Linked DNA regions of Sus scrofa: region 1 is linked to region 2. A link is a contact called in public Hi-C data. All regions are on one chromosome and are shown on one strand. Each heading gives the region's core, a stretch centred on a gene start, on an enhancer-like site or on the middle of the called end of the contact. The rest is flanking DNA. Distances are from core to core; before and after follow the strand shown.

Region 1 (6,635 bases), core at 3,956-6,455, 430 kb before region 2:
CGCCCCACCCCAGCCATACACCTGGAGAACTCCTGAAATGTTTGTCTACCCGCCAGGCTCTTCCTTCCTCAAATAAAGAGCATTTTCTTTGCGTTTCCACAAACCTGCTCTCCAGCCCTGCGCCTCCTGTACTTTGAGCTGGATGTTTGTGGCTGCTCTAGGTTCCATTCCGGAATCCTCACAGTGTCAAAACGTGGCGGGGGGAAGTGGGTTAAAACCTAAACTGATGGGTGGAGAAGTGTTGCCTAATCCAAATTGTTGCAGAAACCTGTAATTTTAGTTTATGTGCAGCCCAGATATGGTAAATTCCCCTTGAACCTTTTTGCCTTTGATAAGAGTTTTATTTCCTAAGACTGACAGCAAAAACCAGTTGTGTTGGAATTCAGCCATGAGTATTTAGTCCCAGATTTCGCTGTTTGTTTTGTCTTCATGGCAAGCAGTTCCCTTCCTCTCCCCTCCTCTCCTCCTATTTCTCCCAGGCACCAGTCTCTCCGTCTCTTTCTCTCTCCACCTGTCTGTCTGTCCAGCTTTTCCATTTTGTCTCTCTCTCCCCTTTCTTTTCTTCTTCCTTCCTTCCCTCCTTCTTTTCCTAGCTCCTAAAGAACATGGCTCTTGGAGTTTCCATCGTGGCTCAGTGGTTAACGAACCTGACTAGGATCCATGAGGAGGCTCATTTGATCCCTGGCCTTGCTCAGTGGGTTAAGGATCCGGTGTTGCCGTGAGCTTGCGGCTCAGATCTCGCATTGCTGTGGCTGTGGTGTAGGCCGGCAGCTGCAGCTCCGACTCAACCCCTACCTCGGGAACCTCCCTATGCAGTAGGTGCAACCCTAAAAAAAGACAGTCAATCAAGAACATGGCTGCTGAAGTTTTATTTCTAGCTGAAAGTGAAAAGAACGAGCCAGATCCGGGCCCATTAGTGCCTGTGTGGCCCTTGCAGGGTGAGTTACCATCCCTACACCTGTTACCCTGGGGAGAGTGGGTCTCTCCCTGTTTCTGTCCGGGAGCCTCTTAAGAATGAGTGAATGAGCCGAGGAGCTCTCTTCCCTAGGGGAGTAGCGTGTGGCCTGGCACCAACCCCCTTCATTCTGTGAGGCATGGGGGGTGCCCTTCCCTGCCTGCTGGACTCTCATCAGTAGCATGTGAGCTGTCAGGTAACTCGCACCTAAGCTGGAAGCCTACCTTCCCTTCTTCTGGGGGAAATTTTCAGCCTTAAGGACCTGCATGGTGAAAGTGGTGAGAGAGAGAGAGAGAGTGTGTGTGTGTGTGTGTGTGTGTGTGTGTGTGTGTGTGATATGGTGGAAGGCCTACTGTCCAGCATCAAAAGACCCTTGAAAGAGATCTTAGGAAGAACCACATGGAATTTGTAACTTGATCACAAAATGAGCACTGTTAAGGACCTGAAAATAGCTCTTCAGGTTTGTAGGTCACACCTTTCTCAGCTGAGTTAATGAGCAAATCTTTATTCTTTACAAGATTAGCCAGGTGTATTTGGCTAATGTTAACCTTAGCCTTGGCGGCTCAGCCCTCTTGCTAATGAGGCCAAAGTGGGAATTCCTGCCTCTCATGGACCAGTTACCTTCCACTCTCTTTCCTGGCCACTGACTGCAAACCCTCGCCAGCTGGCCTGTGAGTGTCTGCTCTTGGATGTCAGAGGAGGGGGAAGTTGTTATGCAAGGTGCCATGTGGATTAGCACCAAAGTCTCACTGCGCCTGGGGAAACCTTCACACACATAGGCCACTGCCCAGAGGTCAAGTGCATTGTCTCCACTTCTGAAAGACAATAGAGTTGTTGATGAGGGTTAACTGGAAAATGCTGATGTTGGCTGGAATCTTGGCCTTTTGCCAGGATGTATGCATCCTTTAAAGCGGTTTAGGGAAAACCCTGCCATGGTTCATTGGTGGAAGAGCTTAAGGGGAATGAAACAGTGGAAATCAACAAGGAGAGAAGGATGACTTTTAAATATGCAGCATTGACAGTAGACGTGACAGTAAGTTAAAAACATGTTTCCTGGGAATGCTGGCTTTCTGGAATCTTGCTTTGGACCAAACCATGTTTGGGTTATAGGTTCTTTCGACTTTTACCTCTCGATTCCTACCTATTGCCAAAATGACGGGCTATGTAAGTTAACTTTGTATTCTATTTATTTATTAAGAAATTGCCTATTAAATAGAAATCTTGGAGTTACTGGAAACTTTTTGGATTTTAAACAAACACTGAGGAACATATAATGTTCTGGAAGATAAATATTTGTTTAAGGCAGTTCAGTCCTTCAGTATGTGTATTTTTAAAAACAAACAAAACCCCCAGGAATATTTACCCTAAGTGTAATTTGCAAAGTAAAATGAGAATAATTTTGAAATCCTGAGTACTTGGATTCATTTATTTTCACATTTTGTAATGTGAAATTCAGGGTTCACATTTTGTAATAATAAATGTGCAATGAAGAACTGTTAGGAAAACCATTATTTTGCTTAGATTTGGGGAATTGCTAACCATGTCTTTGTTATACATCACTATTTTCCAAGAAAAGAGAATTAAGCTCAGAGAAACTGGGACTTGCCCAAGGTCACACAGCTAGAAAATGGCAGAGCTTTGATGAAAACCAGTTCTCTTGACCCTCAGGCCCGTGGTAGTTCTGGACTGCTTGCTGATTTTATTAGGGGTGGAGGTAAGGAGGAGGGGCGGATGTGCATGTTCCTGAATACACGTGTGTGTGTGTGTGTGAATATAATAACTATTTAGCTTCCTTTTAACAAACTGATTAGAAGATCAACGACTTGGAGATATCCTTTTGTTTCTCATCCTTTTAAGGAGCAAATTCAGCTGACTGCCTTATGGTCCTAACATCTTTTGATATCTCTAGATAAACAAGTGACTTAGTCTGCTTTGTAAGCTGTTTAGAGCTAGGTAGGATTACAATCGTAACCTGAATCTGGGGGTGGGGGGAATTTATTATCTTTCTTATTTATCATCATTCCCTGGAAAATAACTGTTACCCAAGTTTCGCTTAAACATTTGGTGATTTGCAAATGTGGTTTATAAAATATGTAACGATTTGGTCCTACCTTCTTTTTCTGTTCTCCACCTTCGTGATTGTATTCTGCCTATTTTAGGGTACAAACAGCTGACTGTTATTGTCAGAAAGTCCACCCCCCTTATAAAATCCAGTGGTCTTTAATTTGTTTGGGGCTTTGAAAGATTTTTAGCCTTTTCTTTTCAAATGCAAAAGTAAGGAGAGCTTAGAGTTTGGATTTTGTAAACATGTATTTCTGCCATTAACATCAGGGCAAATGGTCTCTTCCTTTTTTTACTTGATCCAGTGAAGTATGTTCACTTCCATATCTTCTTTCCTGCTTTATCCTTTTGTTGTTCCAGGTTTTCCTTTTGTTTCTTTCCATTTCTTTCTTTTTCTGTGTTTTTTGAGGAAAATCAAGGCCGAAGCATGTGTAAATGACCAGTGCTATTGCAGTTTTTTTTTTTTTTTTTTTTTTTTTGTCTTTTGTCTTTTGTCTCTTTTTGTTGTTGTTGTTGTTGTTGCTATTTCTTGGGCCGCTCCCGCGGCATATGGAGGTTCCCAGGCTAGGGGTTGAATCGGAGCTGTAGCCACCGGCCTACGCCAGAGCCACAGCAACACGGGATCCGAGCCGCGTCTGCAACCTACACCACAGCTCATGGCAACGCCGGATCGTTAACCCACTGAGCAAGGGCAGGGACCGAACCCGCAACCTCATGGTTCTTAGTCGGATTCGTTAACCACTGCACCACGACGGGAACTCCCAGCTATTGCAGTTTTTAAAAGCCATGCATATATACATTTTATTTCTTTCTATTAGCTATTTATCTTTTCCTTTTTTAGGTCTCTTTGGAGAATCAAGACTAAAATGTGTAAGGGACCAATGTCATAGAAATTAATAAAGGTATAAATAATGAAAAGATACACATTTTTGAAACATAACTTTAAAAGATTGCCATAGCATTGGTCTCTTTGGCATATGTTAGCCTTGATTTTCCTAAAAGACATAAAAAGAAAAATAGTATGTATATGTATATGCATGTCTATACATCTGTACGCACACTCAGTATAGAGGAAATAAGGTGATAATTTCATATCTTTACAAAAATATTCAAAAGAGATCCACTTCAGACACATGGATTTCCCTGAAGATCACTTCTACCTATTTGTGGTGGTCTAAGGTTTCTGGCACTTTATTAGTCAGATTGGAAGCAGTTGAGCAAACCACAAAGGAACAATGCCGCCTGATTGCTCTAAGCATCGAATTAGGGGACTCAGGCAGGTAGTGCTCGGGTTTCCTGTGAGCCTGTTCACTGAACCCACTTTGTTTTGAGGCAGAGACTAGGAGATGTCAGTTCCACACCAGGCTTACCTGGCCACATCTGCATCATGGCCAGCAGAGAGCCATGTAGATAAGTTGTCACACACACACCCTTCGGTCGGCGCCTCTCAGGGCCATTATTGCACATCACAGCCTGATGCTGGGGCCCAGTGTGGCCGGGTGGCTGACAAGGGCTCGGCACCATCGACCACGGGCTAGTGAGGACACGGAGGTCCCACAGCCACAGTCGCCACAGTCACTACTGTTCACAAACAGAGCTTGGTGCCCATTGCGCCCTGATCCTCCTCAATCCTTTTTCAAGTGGAAATTTTGCAAGTTGATTTCTGCAGCGTGCGTAGTATGATTTGGCTGACGGCAGTTTCTGGCAAAAGAAATAACCAAATTATTATTCAGTCATGGGTTTTTAACAGCCGCAAAGCAAGTGGATGTTAACTAAATGATGCAATTTATTCCCTTCCCTCTTATTGCCAGCTTGCCTATTACAGAACGACTGCCAGTTTTCAATAAGTGGTACCCAGATGGTATTCGCATGCCGCCCACTTGGTTACAGAGCCGAAGCGGGGAATAACTCGGCAGACACTACAAGCTGTGGGTCAATTGAGGGGGAATGCCTGTTGCTTCACAGTTTTGCATATGTAAATCTGTTAATGTTATGTCAGTATTGTGCGGGCTAAACACAAGCATTGCCTTTCTCTGGGGGCCCAGCTGAACTTGGACCGCAGCCCAGTCCTACCGAGGCTCGGAGAGCGAAGCTGCAGTTTGAGGATGCTGCACAGCCTGCTTCCCTCCACTCCCGCCGTGACGCTCTCTCGGTATCCGCAGCCCGAGTTGGATGCAGGAAGCGTCTGCCATAGGCTGACTCCATAATAGGACAGGCAGGCCCGGTTTTATGAGGTTGGATGCAGAGGGTGGAGGAGTGTGAGCGTGTGTCTATTTTTAGGCCAGCCTTCAAGACAGTTCCCCGGGCCCAGCCTGCGCCTGCCTGCCTCGCTCACACTCGCCTCTGTGTGTCTGCCACACTTCTGCTCTCCATTTCATCAACTGCAGATGTGGCACACAGCCGTCTTAGAAGAGTCATGAACTGTGTCGTCTGCGCAGCTTAACAGCCAACATCTGTTGCAGCAGGCTGAAGGGAGAGGCAGGGAAATCATTTTTGGGAATGCATTCAAGTGCCTCAACTTAGCCTCTTCTTGGGCCTGCGCAGACAATTATTTTACACTAATTGCAACAAGATAGCAGCTATAAAAAGTAGGTTGGAAGCCCTCTCCTGCCCCACCCCCAACCTCTTGTGAAAGTTGCAGTCACAAAGGGTAGTCCTTTTTTTTTTTTCCCTTTTTTATTGTGGTTTGCGTCTTGTTCTCAAAAGCTTATTACATGGGGTGCAAACAACAACAAAAATGCTATAAAAAGGCAAGAATCGTAATATGGTTAAGAGCTAAAAAGACCTATAGTGTTGGTGTAACCAATGAAAATATTCCTGCAGGTATTGTAAAATTTATGTGCCATATGAAAAACATTAAGGGTGTTGTTTTTTCATGGAGGAAAATGTTCATCGTTGAGCCATTTTGTAAATTATTTTAATGCTGCGTTTCTGCTTAAACCTCATGATTTTGATATATAAACCAGTTTAATGTTTTCTGCACAGACCCTGGCTTTTCTTAAATTTTATATATTGGAAAGCCCATGTTTGTATTGGACCTTCTGGTTTGTTTCATATTGAAAATCCGTCTTCCATGGCCCTGTGCCATGTGGCGAAGGAATAGTTTGACACGAGTCAAGCCTCGAGTGTTGACTTTTGAGTTCTGAAAACTTGGCGAGACTGTGTTAATAAATACATAGAGGCGCTTGGTGGGTTTTTTCTTTTTCTTTTTTTTTCTTTTTCTTTCTTCCTTTCTTTCTTGTTTTTTTTTTTCTTTCTTTTTTTTTTTTTTTCTTTTTTTAAGGAGTCATTTGGCCACAGTAAGAATAGCATCCCCACAGTATGGATTTTCTAATACCTTGGTCTGTTCTCAACTTTCATCCCCTTGTAATAGAGACAGCATTGCATTTAGTACCCAGGTCTTTTTTTTTTTTTTTTTTTTATGCCCTCAGAGTAAATGTTAGTTAATTACGCATTCCAGCATCTCTGATTCTCTTGAAAGATTTGTTTCTGTGACATTTTGCTGTATCTGTTGTGCAGCTCGAGGAGCATGCTTCTCTCCTCACATTTCAAGTTTCTAGACTTTGTTCTGAAGAGCCAGATGGAAGTATGCAGATTGTTTTTATCTTTTGTCCTTCAC
Region 2 (6,576 bases), core at 2,510-5,009:
CGTTATTCACTGAGGAATAAATTGGTAAGAGGAAACCTTTAAAGGAAACTACAGTTTTATGTTGTAGATAGTGAAATGGAATGGTTTTGAAATACTGACCCTTAAAAAATATCCCTATGTGCTAAATTAGTAAAGTGCATAAATCAGGAGAGGGAGGCAGAGTTGGGTTTTTTGGTTTTGGTTTTTGTTTTTAATGTCTGGACTTAATATTGTCTAGAATTGGCACCCCTGGCATGAAATTGATGGGAAGTATTGAAATTTTGGTACCTTTTAAGATTTTGCTTTTATCACATGACTTTGGAGAATCCCCCCATCCTAAAAAATGTCTTGATAAGAAACAGTAAAATCAAAATGATGCTTTAAAAATGGTTATTAAGTCTTTTAGGCTCTGCACACCATTAAAAATGATAGAAACAGCAACCCCTCCTAGAAAATTGCACATGGACACAGAATTTTTCATCCAGTTAAAAGAGTTTCATGAAGCTCAAGAAGTCTATCTATTTCCCCAGGTTCAGTACTCTTACTGGTAGAAAGGTTTTTTTTCCCCCAAATAATGTTTTATCCCTGCCGCCCAAATCCCTATGTCTGTTGTAATAGAATAGGTTACATCATTTTTGCTATTTCACCCTCAGCTATTTATAAGGCGACCCTGTGTCCCAGTCTACCCAGGACAGCCCCAGTCTATGCTTGTTGATTGCATGTATTTATTAATATTTTTCACTCTTAACAATATTCCAGGTTTGGAGTTCCTGTGGTGGCGAAGTGGGTTAAGAATCCAGCTGCAGGGGCTTGGGTCACTGAAGTAGTGAGGGTTTGATCACTGGTCTGGTGCAGTGGGTTTAGGATCTGGTGTTGCTGCAAACTGTGGTGTAGGTCACAGCTATGACTGGGGTGATTCATTCCCTGGCCCAGGAATTTGCATATGCCGTGGGTGTGTCCAAAAAAGGGAAAAAAAAAAAAGGATCCCAGTTTGGATATTTCATTATATGATCACTTTGCTTACATTTATCTAAACATTAAAATGCAAGTGTGATGCTAATATTTGAAGTGTAAGCCTGTCTTGGTCACCACATGCCTCTGTCACTAGATGCAAAGATAGCTAATGTTTACTATATGCTTAATGTGGAGCATCAGTCCCATAGCTACTCTGTGGTATAGTGCTGTCCTGAAACCCTTCTATGGATAAGGAAAAATGAACATTCAGAGAAGCCAAGTGACTTGTTAGCACACAGACAACCAGTATGTTATCAGGAGTTAATTATTGCTTCTCCTTCCGTGTGTATTTGCTCAGTATCTACTGAGTGCCTTGTTTTCCATCAATAAGCAAATTATTACATTTTTCATATCATAAGCAAAAATAAGACCCCCACCAACAAAAACCAATTTCTACTGTAAATATCTTAATTTCAATTAGGAAGACTAAGATCTGCCTAATTATCCTAATTGTTGCTGTGTGTGTGTGTGCACGAACATATGTGCGCACACACGTGTGCATTCGTGGGCAAGAGTTATGTGTCACAGCAGTGAACAACAGCAAAGGAAAGTTATTTCCTGTGCTCCAGCCTGAAGTGCTTGCTCTTAGGAGCTTCCATGTGTTGGAACATGGAAATAGTATGTTATAATCACTGTTGGGGCGAGGAGGTGGGGAGGAGCAGGGAGGAAAAAAACATACTTGACTGGTCAAAAATGTGTAAATTGCTGACAAAATGACACATGTAATTAAGAGCGCTCCCACCATTTTACCTTGTGGTTTACACCTCCAGTGTTGAAAAAGAGAGCGACTCCCACCTCGCTAATTACCATTATCACTGAAATGCTAGGGTTGGAGTCATTAGTTCCATGTGCATTTAATTAGAGGAAGGCTGAAATTGGATTTAACTTATTACTTTTTCATGGATCACTTTCTTGTCATCACTTCAAATTGGATTGCAGCCCCAGGTAACTAATTATGAGAGCCACAGGATCAAGAGTGAAAAAAAAAGGTAATTAGGAATAACACTGTCGGACCCTTGCTGGTCGTCCACTTGTGCTTCGGGAGAAGGGGGGGGGGGGGAACCCAGCCGTATTTTGTCGTATTACAGATCACAGAGTTAGAGGTATGTACGGTTGCTAGGCATCCTAGGAGTCTGTCACCACCCATAGTGGTTTCTGTGATATACAACTGAGTCAAAGATGTCAAGTCGACGTGGTTCCACGATCAGCCCCTTAATACCTAGATTAAACTTGTAAAAGCAACAGATTGCTTGTAGGTATGAGGCATCTCAACAACTGTGTAGTCTGGGGCCTCACATATATGATTACAACAAAGCTGTCAAGATGCCTCGGAGCCAAAGTATGGAATATTTTAAGTACGGGGAGTTAGCATTTAATGAACGTATTAATGTTCCAGAAACATCATTCATATCTGACAGGAAGACATATCAGTCAGCATAACAGTAAGGTGCAGGGTTTATATATCGGGAATTTTTGTCAGAGTTTCCAGCCGACCATTTTCTTTGCTTCTGGTTGGTTCCCCACCCCCCACCCCACCCCAGTGTTGTGGATAGGCTTGCTGACGTTCTGTTTCTCCTTCCGCCCCCATCGAAAATACTTTAAAACAAATGATATTGTTTCCATGTGCAGAGCAGAATTCAGAACTGCAAGCAATCAATTTTATTGACATCGTCTGAAAAAAATGTTGATGACAGTTGGAGGATGTGAAAGGATTGGACTTTTAAAGTCACCAGGACTTAAGTGTGGCAAAAAAAGAAAAGAAAAAAAAAAAGAGAGAGAGAGAGAAAAATGAAAATGGAATCTCATTATTCAAAAAAGTGCCTGTGACTTAGGCTTTCCTAAGAAGGGCTTCTTTGGTAGGCTGTGCTAGCTGGATGAGGAGTCTTTCTTGATAGCAAGCCTGTTGGTTGTTTTGACGGGGTGTGGGGGGTGAAAACGCTTCCCAGAGAAGTGAATCACTAAGCCAAGATGGCTAGAGTTTCCTTAAGTTGTTTCAAATTGGTTTTAATGTTCTGTTAATGTAAGCAAATAATCATGATTCAGTCTTGGGTGACTTTCAAACCTGGGTAAGTGAGGCTTGCTCATTATTTTCCAGGGAGTTAGGGACATGTAGACCTCGATGTGCCTATCCCACCACGTCCACTCCACGACCATTCCTAAAGTGAGAGAAATACTCTTCCTGGCATTAGGAGTCCTTTTCCTGTGTGAACCTTCTCAGCAAAATCTCAAGAATCAAAATAGTAATCATCAAGTCTAAGGCAAAAAAAAAAAAAAAAATTAAAGCTTTTTTTTTTGGACATCTTAAGTTGATTTAGAATTTTTGTACACAATATTCGTCTGTGGTTGAAAGGGGCCATGCCGAGGTCAAGTGATGTAGTGTTTTCCATTTTTCCATGTGAGTCTCACAGTGTGTGATAAAAGCAAACTCCTTTATTTTCTAAGTCTGCAGGAATTTCTGATGAAGTGCAGAGGTCACGTTCCCTGTCAATTTGAGTAGCCAGCATTTTTTAACTACTGTTTTTTCTTCCCTTTTTTGTGTGTGTCTTTTCTTCCCTGCCCCCACCTCACCATAAACCATGGCACTTTTCTGACACATGCACAGTGAAGTCCTCCAATCTGAAACTCATTAGCACACAGCATTGGACCCTATCCAGTGGTTAGAAAATTTCCTGAAGCCTAGAATAACAGCATTTGGTGCAAGCACCATGGACCAGAAGTGACAATGGGGGTAGTCGAGCTCCCTGGCGCCCTGCCCGGTCGGGAAAGCCAGCTGACCATGCAACCCAGTGAGACAGAGGTCATGCACATGGGATGGGCTAGAAAAGTTTGGTCCTTAGAGAAATATGCTTCTGAAATCACAAGGCAGTATCTTTTTTTTCCCCTATGCCTATTCTTTCACTTGGGTTGGAGGTATTTATCAGCATTAGCAATAGTCTGAAAGCAAGCAATTAGAGAAATGGGATGAAAACCAATTTCTACGAGACGATAGTTTTTGCTTCTGTAATGACTGGGTGTTGCAGAACCTATGGATTTCATTTATTCATTCATTCATTCATCCATTCAAACTTTGTTCATTGAACCTCACTATGTCCAGGTAGTGGGACCTAGATGGAAATTGACATAGCTCACCATGGTCCGGGATAAGTTAAGCCAGGTTTTCAAATAGGAAACTGAGCCCCAGAAATTCAACAGTAATAACATTAAAGAGAAAGCCCTTATACTGTACTTTCTAGGCACCAACTACTGTATTGTACAAATGAGGGGAAATTCTATCATTATTCCCATTTTGCAGAGGAAGAAAGTGGGGCCTAAAGAAATGAACTTGCTCCGGGCCAGAGAGTTGATAAGTGGCACCGCTGGGATCCCAGCCCAAACAGTCCAGCTCAAGCATCTTTGCTCTCTCTCCTCTATTACGTTCTGTCTCTTCTCACTGAGCTGCTGCCCGGCTGTAAGAAACAGGGCCAGCCAAGGGAACCGAATCAGTTGCTGAAGCCGAATGCTTGTCACTAACCACCAGACCACACTGTCTCCTAATTTGGACATATGTTTATGGGCATATTTGAAAAATATTGCTTGTAATTGAAATATGCACTTTCTAAAGGGAAATGACGCTTGGGAAAGAGAAGAAAGACGGGTATTACTCAAAGCCTGCAGACAACTCTGCAAGTAATTGTCTAAAGGCAGCCGTTGAAATTGAGAAGCAGTTTGGAAAATGTACAGTTTGGGAAATTTGTGTACCGATGTAATTACGGTAGTTGTGAGTTGATGTCATGCCTAGTAACTGTTTTTGTATTGCTTGGGCCTTTGTTACTGAGCTGTGATATCATGGGCAAACTATTATAAACATAGCATGGATATAGCATGCTTGTGTAACAAAAGATCGGGAACTTTTATTAAGTTTGTTTTCCTTGTCATATTGTAAAAATTTATTATGTGTACTGTGTATATTAGAAACAGATTTGGGTAATTCTGTCTAAATGAAGTCATCCCGGCTATTTCCAGACTGTCTGTTTTTGGTTGTGAATAATTTTCATACATCAGATGGTTGTCATATTTAGTCGCTCTCAACATTTTAAAGAGAACATATCCCATTTTGAACTTTTGGTGGACTTCAGCCGCCTTGCTGTTGGGATTGTTTGAGTTAGAAATCAATGCCCAGTAAATTACAGAGACTGAATACTAGTCATTTTTAAGGGGTGTAGGGCTGCTGACTTCTATTCATAACTTACCCCCTTTCATCAAAAGAACAGATTTTGAACTACTTAAGTAGGAGAATTTAAAGCTGCCAGGACACAATTGGGCAAAGACTGCCAGCCCTTGTCCTTTTATGTTACATCCCATTGAGGAAATTCGGTAAACATTCAAACAGACAGAGCCCAGCATTTATCGGTGTTCGTGGTAAAATGCGGATCTTAAATGGGTAACTCAAAAACTCTGGATGACTCGGTCCTTCCCAGTTCTTTTTCTCAAGCTCCGTCTTTTGCTACCAAGCTTTTAGAGCCTGAGCATTCTGCTTGCTGTTTCAACTCTTTTTTTTTTTTTCTTCAGATGAGTACTTTGCTTCCTAACCTCCCCCACATCTGGCTTTCCCCGTCATCATTGTCTTGATTGTTATTGTCACTAAATGCAGAGCCTTTGTCTCCATCCTTTTTCCAACATATCTGACTTTGTCACAGCCTGTGATCCTTTCTTTGGCTGTTTCTTCTTCTTGGAAATAGCCTTCTTTTAAACCCCTTCCATTCAGTCTCCTCTGGTCTCCACACCATTCTCTTTCTGCTTCCCACTGTGCTGCTGGAACCCAAGTTCATTCCTTTCCCAAAGTTGAGTTCCTTGAATCATCTCCAGTAGCACCTCTGTCTTCTTTGCTTGTTCTAGTCCCTCTTTACCCATGACTTGAAGCCTGTATGTGCCCCCCTTGGCTGCCCACCCATGACTCTCTGTTAGCTCATCATTTCATTGATTTCAGTTATCACCAATCCAACTGATCATTTTTGTTGCCAGGTCCTATTAGTCAGTCATGCGTTGTCATCAACTTACTCATTTCCCTCATCCTCACCACATTATCAGATCTTCCATTTTTCCTTCCCCTGGGCTTCTTCTGTCCTTTCTTTTCTTTCCCTCTGTTTCCTCTGCTGCTACCTTGTTCCAGAGTTCAAACCTTCAGGAAGCGTATGCCTAGCACTAGGCAAAAAAACGATCAGTTATGCTGCTCCAACCCCTCAGAGCATCTTCTGTTCTTCATGCGTATCTCCTAGCCTGTCTACTGCTTTTCACCCTTCCCTAAGTGCCATGTGATTCTATTATTCATGAACTTTCTGTGGTTCACTGTTTTTCCCATACCAAGTCTGAATTCTGCTGCCGTCTTCCAGTTTCTTAGTATTCTAGCTTGAGATTAAGTCAAATGACCTGAGACAAAGGTTGTAGTCTCCTTACTGGGGCAGGGGTATGGAGGGGTTGGGGGACACCTAGGGATTCAGAGCCTTTTGTCAGGAAGTAGATATAAATACCATCTATCTGATAATATTTCCGAGCCCACCCAATCCAGGATTGCAAATGTTGCTCATTCTGACACTGATTAAATTG

What was found. A called contact is a pair of places that touch in the nucleus more often than the background predicts.
Region 1: a Hi-C map of adipocytes shows a contact between it and region 2, with 3 times the contacts expected there. The contact joins two enhancer-like sites. A contact is called at or near these places in 2 of 47 Hi-C or Micro-C datasets (adipocytes and embryonic fibroblasts).

What each region holds. Positions count from the first base shown.
Region 1 is chr13:52,928,186-52,934,820 of Sscrofa11.1, reverse strand. All of the region lies in intron 2 of FOXP1 (forkhead box protein P1), which reads left to right. Among named protein-coding and RNA genes, the nearest start is that of FOXP1, 43 kb to the left of the region's middle. Within about 2 kb of position 5,205, at least 35 of the 83 cell types and tissues checked have an H3K27ac peak or open chromatin away from gene starts, as enhancers often do.
Region 2 is chr13:52,492,569-52,499,144 of Sscrofa11.1, reverse strand. All of the region lies in intron 7 of FOXP1 (forkhead box protein P1), which reads left to right. Among named protein-coding and RNA genes, the nearest start is that of FOXP1, 480 kb to the left of the region's middle. Within about 2 kb of position 3,759, at least 19 of the 83 cell types and tissues checked have an H3K27ac peak or open chromatin away from gene starts, as enhancers often do.